Linked DNA regions of Mus musculus: region 1 is linked to region 2. Evidence: chromatin contacts called from public promoter capture Hi-C data. All regions are on one chromosome and are shown on one strand. The core of a region is the stretch at or near the end of the contact, and the rest is flanking DNA. Distances in the headings are between cores, read along the strand shown. Region 1 holds the start of Rpl12 (ribosomal protein L12). Region 2 holds the start of Tubb4b (tubulin, beta 4B class IVB).

Region 1 (3,219 bases), core at 647-3,146, 7.7 Mb after region 2:
GAACAGAACACGCCAAGTACTCTGGGCTCGACCTACTTTGCCACTGCCCCTCTGCGGCGCCGGCATCACCCTCCCAGTGCTAAGCGTTTCCCCCACCAAGGGAAGATTCCCCCAGGTGCCTTCCAAGGATGTTCTCTGAAGACTCTGGACAGACTCAGCTGATGAGTCACTTCCAGCTCTGGAAATTGTCAGGATGGAACCATCAAGACCAAACTGGAGGTAGCCGTGACTTGGGGGAACTCAACTATATCAATACTAGAGAGATCTATGAGTTAAGCAAAAATCAAAATGCAATCTTCAGGCACCTTAGCAGGCTTCCAGCTACTGCTCATTTGGTTCTCCTTACAGCCCCGTGGAGAATCCGATGCTGAGTAAGGTCATTCATCTGGTGATATGACCTGGGTTGTAGAAACACCAGGCTGGGACACTTGCCTTTCAAGTCCTGATCCTGTGCCGCTTGCACGGCTCCTTGGACCTCCCAGTTTAGCCAAGTTAATCATTGTGTCCTGAATTCAGTAGCTGGCTGCCCATAGCTGGCTGCAACTTCCAGTGCTGTCTAAGGGCCAGCAATAGGAAGGACATAATCATTTGGAGGAAGTGTGTAACTCACGGCATGGGCTCTGACACCTAAGACATTAGCTGTGTCACTTTGTGTCACTGGTCGGAGCCGGTTTCCTCATTTGTAATATGGAGCAATGTTGCCAATGCTGGCCTCTGTGGGGTCAGTGACTTCATGTATGTCAGGTCTATGCCATAGACTCTGCCACAGGGTACCACACACATGACAAATGCACTCAGGTACTATTACAGTTGCTAAGGAGAAGAGGGCTGGAGGAGCCTTGCAGTAGAGGACACATGTGGTCCTGAGGGATTTCAGGTCTCCATTTGTGGGCGTGGGCTGTCAGAGGAGGTTGCTGGGCCTGCAGGGCCTGCTCAGGACTCTCCGCACTCAATTGCAGCACTCCTGAGAGACAGCTCCCTCCATCCCTATCTGATGGCCACGACTTAAATCCCTTACAGATGGCTCACTAATGACTAGCCTCCCTCGCCCCCATCCTCCAGATCTACATTTCCAAATACCTTCTTCAATGACTATCTCTGCCAATTCCCCCTCCCTCACCGTTCTCAGCAGGGCTCGTTCAGTTCTGGTTTGAACTTTCCTGATGGTCCAGCTTGGCTGGGAAGAACCACACCCATCCTTCCCTGGCAGGGCTGGCCAGCGGCTAACCTGGCTCTGTGGATGGGGAGGTCCTCCACCGATGTTCCGATTCTTGGGTGGACCTCAAGGTAGGCCAGTCACTCCGAAGACTTGGCCACAGATACAAACCATTGGCCCCCAAAAGCTGAGCTGGTGTCCGGTCTCCTTCAAACATAGAAGTGAGCACCGAAACTTTAAATTTCAGAAAGACACGCAACTCAGGATGACAAAGTCTCGAGATTCTAGAAACCAAGGAATTGCAGAATTAAAGACTCGTGATTAGACTCGAATAGTTTGTTTCTGTAACTAACATGCACATACCGCAAACAGGTTAGGAGGGTACTAGGGTGGCACTGGTACTAGGGTCGCTCAAGTCAGGTGCAGATCCCTTAGGGGAGGGGCGGGGCCCTGGGCTGGGTCCCAGGGGCTCCAGAGTCACCGTCAAGAGAAGGGAACGTGGACCAGGAACCAGGACCTCTGGTGCAGCCCTACTCTGTTGCCCAGGCAAGGTGCTCCGAACATTTACCCCTTCCGAATCCCGAGCTCACCCACAGACCAAGCTCTGCAGTCCTCTGCCGCAGACGCCTGCCCATAAGAAACAGGGCGACCAGGGTGTCGCCCAGAGACTGGGTGGGGCCAGCGGTTCTCGCGAGAGCTGAGCTTTTCCGCCTATATCCGGCGTGGGCGGAGCAGGATCCGTCTTTTCGGCTTTCGGCTCGGAGGAGGCAACGGTGCAACTTTCTTCGGTCGTCCCGAATCCGGGTTCATCCGACACCAGCCGCCTCCACCATGCCGCCCAAGTTCGACCCCAACGAGGTCAAAGTCGGTGCGTGCCCTCGCCGCGCCCGGGTGCTGTCCCGGGGCCTGGCGGGTCTCCCTTGGGCCTTGGCTGCCACGTGTGTAAGAGGGGAGGGAGCCCGACGCTCTGGCGGCCCGTGCGCCTTAGGGTAAGGCCTGGCCCGGGACATCTGAAGCCCGACGGCAGCGCGCAGGGCGGCCTGCGCCGCAGAGGTTCTGATTTTGCTTTTTCTTCAGTGTACCTGAGGTGCACCGGAGGCGAGGTCGGCGCCACATCCGCCTTGGCCCCGAAGATCGGTCCTCTGGGTCTGGTAAGTCGTCGCTCCCGAGCCGTAGACCTCTAACGTGCATGCTGTTTGGCCTGTAGATGTGTTCTGTCCCCGTGGAGGGCAGAAGAGGCCACCATGTCCCTGGTGCAGGCCGGGATGTGGGTGCTGGGACTTGGGACGCAAAGGAAAACTGAGATAACACGTGCACGGAGGCTCGTGCCACAGCCCGGTTGAGGCAGCCATTGGACTTGCTTAAATCCACTAGCCTCCGTGGGTAACGCACGGGAACCTAGTGTTTAAAGCTCCGAGGGTTCCCCATTGCAGCAGAAAGTGTTTTGCTTTGTTAGCCCTTACTGCAGAGTTGTCTTAGTGAAGAAGGATGTGGAGCCATTGTGGGCAGGCTCCTGTGGGACGGTGAGGAGGGCTGGCGGTGAGCTTGAAGGTCCTGGCTTCAACTTTGGGCACATGGTAACGAATGCTATTATTTCTACAGTCTCCGAAGAAAGTTGGCGATGACATTGCCAAGGCTACCGGTGACTGGAAGGGTCTCAGAATTACAGTGAAACTGACCATCCAGAACAGACAGGCCCAGGTATTTACATTGCTTGCTGTGGGGGGTTGAGGGAAGGGTTGAGATAGCAGCCCTCAGGAATCATGGGTCTTGGCAAAGATTTCCCTGTCCCGGTGAATCGGATTTTATCCTTGTGGGAGGGCTATACGACAGGGTTCACTGTAAGTCAGTAGTAGGTGCCAGGGTGCAGGAGTCCGCCATGCTAGGGATTCAACTCTGGAGGTGAGGCCAGCAGGAAGCACCTTAGCTAGCCGAGCTGTTTTTTCGGGGCCCTTTAGCGTGTCTGGTGGTGGTTGGTTTTCTGGGCTGTGTTCACATCAAGTCTCTTTGCAGATCGAGGTGGTGCCTTCTGCCTCAGCCCTGATCATCAAAGCCCTCAAGGA
Region 2 (3,495 bases), core at 378-2,877:
GGTGGACTGAAAGGGTGGCATTGTAGGGCTCAACCACTGTGTCCGACACCTTGGGGGAAGGTACCACACTGAAGGTGTTCATGATTCTGTCTGGGTACTCCTCCCGGATCTTGCTGATAAGGAGGGTACCCATCCCAGACCCAGTCCCCCCACCCAGGGAGTGGGTCAGCTGGAAGCCCTGCAGGCAGTCACAGCTCTCAGCTTCCTTTCTCACAACGTCCAACACCGAGTCAACCAGCTCTGCACCTTCTGTGTAGTGCCCCTTGGCCCAGTTGTTCCCAGCCCCACTCTGACCTGTAAGAGAAAACAGTAGGTCACACTAAGTATGTGCCCAAGGGGCCAAATGACATGAGGTGACACTGAATAAAGTGTACAGACCCAAAACAATCTGCCATGTTAAAAAAAAGGGGAGAGGGGGTGCTGTGCATAATGGCACAAGCTTTTAATCCCAGCACTTGGTAGGCAGGTAGTTCTGAGTTTAAGGTCAGCCTGGTCTACAGTTAAAGAGGCCAGGCAGGGATACATAGATTGGGGATGGGGGGTGGGGGAGACCAGACGGAGATGTACAGAACACACTAGAGCTAAGACAGTAAATACTTCCAAAGGCACCCCTGCCAATGTTCAAGGAGAGTACAGGGCCCCTGCCACTAGGTCAGGTCTTCTCATACTCTCTACTAGCAACTAATCTACCCGCAGTCAGTTGGACCTTCCTCCTAAAGCTGCTTTCGGCCAAGGGATTGAGTGACTCAGAGGGCAAGAAAGTGTACACCTGGTGGCTATTAAGGAAGAACTTTAGGTCAGCCCCTTGACCTTTGAGCCTCATGGGTAGCAAGCCCGTCCACACCTCCACCACACTCACCAAAGACGAAGTTATCAGGTCTGAAGATCTGCCCGAAGGGCCCTGAACGCACCGAGTCCATGGTGCCGGGCTCCAAGTCCACGAGCACGGCGCGGGGCACATACTTGCCACCTGGTTGGGACAGGGGGACGTCAAGTGTGCTCAAACTGGAAGGGTGGTGAGGAGGATGGATGGGGTAGAGGAGCCTTACCGGTGGCTTCGTTGTAGTACACGTTGATGCGCTCCAGCTGGAGGTCGCTATCTCCGTGGTAAGTGCCAGTGGGATCAATGCCATGCTCGTCGCTGATTACCTCCCAGAACTGCAAGGGAGTCGGGCGTTAGCTGAGTCACGCCGGCCGGCCGGTGCGCTCCAAGGCAGCCCCGCCCCGGATGGGTGCGGCAGGCCCTCCCCCTCCCTCCAGTCTCAGGAGCGCCAGGGCGACGAATCCCTAAGGGCCGCGCACCGTCCGCCCCACCGACACCAGCCACCGGCGCTACGTCTCGGCCCAGCGTACGCCGGTATCCAGGACGCAATGAAGGGCGACGCTCCGGGCCGCTTCCGCCATCTTCCCCGGCTGGCTGTCCCAGTGGCGTCTGGCTCGCAGAAACCTAGCCTCCTACCTTGGCGCCAATCTGGTTGCCGCACTGCCCAGCCTGCAGGTGCACGATCTCCCTCATGGCGGCGGCGACTGCGGAACAGCTGTAGAAGAGGAGCACTTCGGGAGGAGCAGGCGCACAGAGTGCTACAACCGACGCTCTGCCAACATTTATATACCTCTTATGACCCGCCCTCGTCAGCACAGGATTGGGCTTTCAGAACGAGGCCACGAATTATCCTTGTCTGATTGGCTACATTTCCGTCAATCGAGCGGTCTGGGGCCCGCCTTCCCAACAATATACTCTCATTATTGGTCACGCTTGCCTACGGCTCCCCCTATCACAATCCCCGCCCTGGCGCCGCAGTGCTCAATCCATTGGGTGTTTCAAATGATTGATTTGCACTTCCATTGGCTGCCTCCTGGGAGCACTCCGAGAGCCTGACACTATTGGCTGCGCTGTTTTGGCGTCCTGGTAACCGCCGCAGTGCAGCGCGCGGGTGGGACGTGGAAAGCCAGCTTCCGGCTGAAAGGGAGGGGGCGACTTTTCAGAGCTTTGTGGGCTCGGGCGGCTTGGTAGGTCTGGCAGCTGCTGCGGGGAGAGAAAGGAGACGCGGGCAGGCATTGTCGATCCGGAACACACCTTGCAAGCCTCAAGCTGAGGCGAATTGAAACGCTAACAATAATAGGCTCTGGATGAGGCGCCGGGCCCTTCCGGGACGCACTGGGCAGGCGCGGGGTCCTCTGTCTCTATCTGTCTCTCTCTCTCTCCCCCCTCCCCTCTCCCCCCCCCCCTTCTCTCTTCCCCTCCCCACCCCACCCCTGGGAGGGCCATCCCTCCGCCCCTTCGGCCTCCCTAGATGTTGTGGAAACTTGCTGGCCAAGAGCCGGTTTCCTTGGAGCCTGAGTTCCAAGTGCGCACAGAGCTGCATGGAGACTACAGGGCTGGGCATGCCTGGCCATGACTGTTAGAGGGAAAAACAAACAAACAAACGTGTGCAAGTCCCTGTCCTGTAATGGAGAGCAATACATGTACATATTTCTTTTTTTTTTTTTCAGGGTCAGGTCCAAAGCACCCCTACCCCCAAAATGGTAGTGCTGACATTGTCCTAAACAGGACTTGACCAGGTAAACAAGCTTAAAAGTTTCTGTTTACCAGAAGAGCAGGTCTCTTAAAGTGATTTCTGTTCACCTTAACTTTAACCTTCCCTCCCAAGTCAGCTACCTCTCGAAGGCAAGTAGTTCTGAAACAATCCTTTTTCTCCATTTGCTCCCCCCACCTTGGCATTTTGATCCCCAATATCTTTCTGCCCACAAAATGGTCTAGTTGGTAATTTCTCTACGCCATTGCTTATGAGACAGAGTCGTCTGGCCTGTAACCTGGAATTCTGCCTTAGCCTCCAGAATGCAAGGACTACAGTTCTTAGTCTTCATGTCTGATGTGTAACTTTTTAAAGGAATATTATACAATGGGTCTGTCTCAGTCTAGCCACTTCTGGCTTTTGGAATGAACTACCTTCAAAACTAAGGGTGTTAGGCAATCCCTGTTGGTTGTGGTATCCAAGTACCTACCAACCATGTCACAGGAAAAAACCCCACCAGGACAAGCAGAGTCCTGTATCCTGAGCAGTGGCATTCTGTCGCTATATACAAAATGCAGTCCTGCCGGGCAGTGGTGGCGCATGCCTTTAATCCCAGCACTCGGAGGCAGAAGCAGGTGGATTTCTGAGTTTGGGACCAACCTCGTCTACAGAGTGAGTTCCAGGACAGCCAGGGCTACACAGAGAAACCCTGTCTCAAAAAAACAAAAACAAAAACAAAAACAAAAAAAAAAAAACCGCAGTCCTAGTGTTCATATTTACTATACTGACCAGGATCTCCAGAAAGATCTGACTGTCTTGTCCTTTCCCAGAAGGGTAGATCAGGAAGGGGGGGCTGAGTTCTGTGACCACACTGACAGGACCCATACATACCTCAGGAGGTTTAAATGTATGTAAGGTACCAGGTCACTTTTTGGCATGCTGAAGGTTATCTCAGTACCTAGAAATATCTTCTGAGTTA

What was found. Promoter capture Hi-C pulls out the DNA fragments that hold promoters and counts their contacts.
Region 1: a contact with region 2 is called in a promoter capture Hi-C map of stem cell-derived epiblast-like cells, with 2.9 times the contacts expected there. The contact joins the promoter of Rpl12 here to the promoter of Tubb4b in region 2.

The regions. Positions count from the first base shown.
Region 1 is chr2:32,959,816-32,963,034 of GRCm38.p6, forward strand. Rpl12 (ribosomal protein L12) reads left to right here and starts at 1,897. Exons shown (of 7, transcript NM_009076.3): 1 at 1,897-2,024; 2 at 2,234-2,307; 3 at 2,759-2,857; 4 at 3,170-3,219. The coding sequence starts at 1,988. It overlaps Lrsam1 (leucine rich repeat and sterile alpha motif containing 1), which reads right to left and starts at 1,826. Exons shown (of 26, transcript NM_199302.3): 1 at 1,747-1,826; 2 at 1,229-1,440.
Region 2 is chr2:25,223,075-25,226,569 of GRCm38.p6, forward strand. It overlaps Tubb4b (tubulin, beta 4B class IVB), which reads right to left and starts at 1,628. Exons shown (of 4, transcript NM_146116.2): 1 at 1,460-1,628; 2 at 1,050-1,158; 3 at 860-970; 4 at 1-294. The coding sequence starts at 1,516.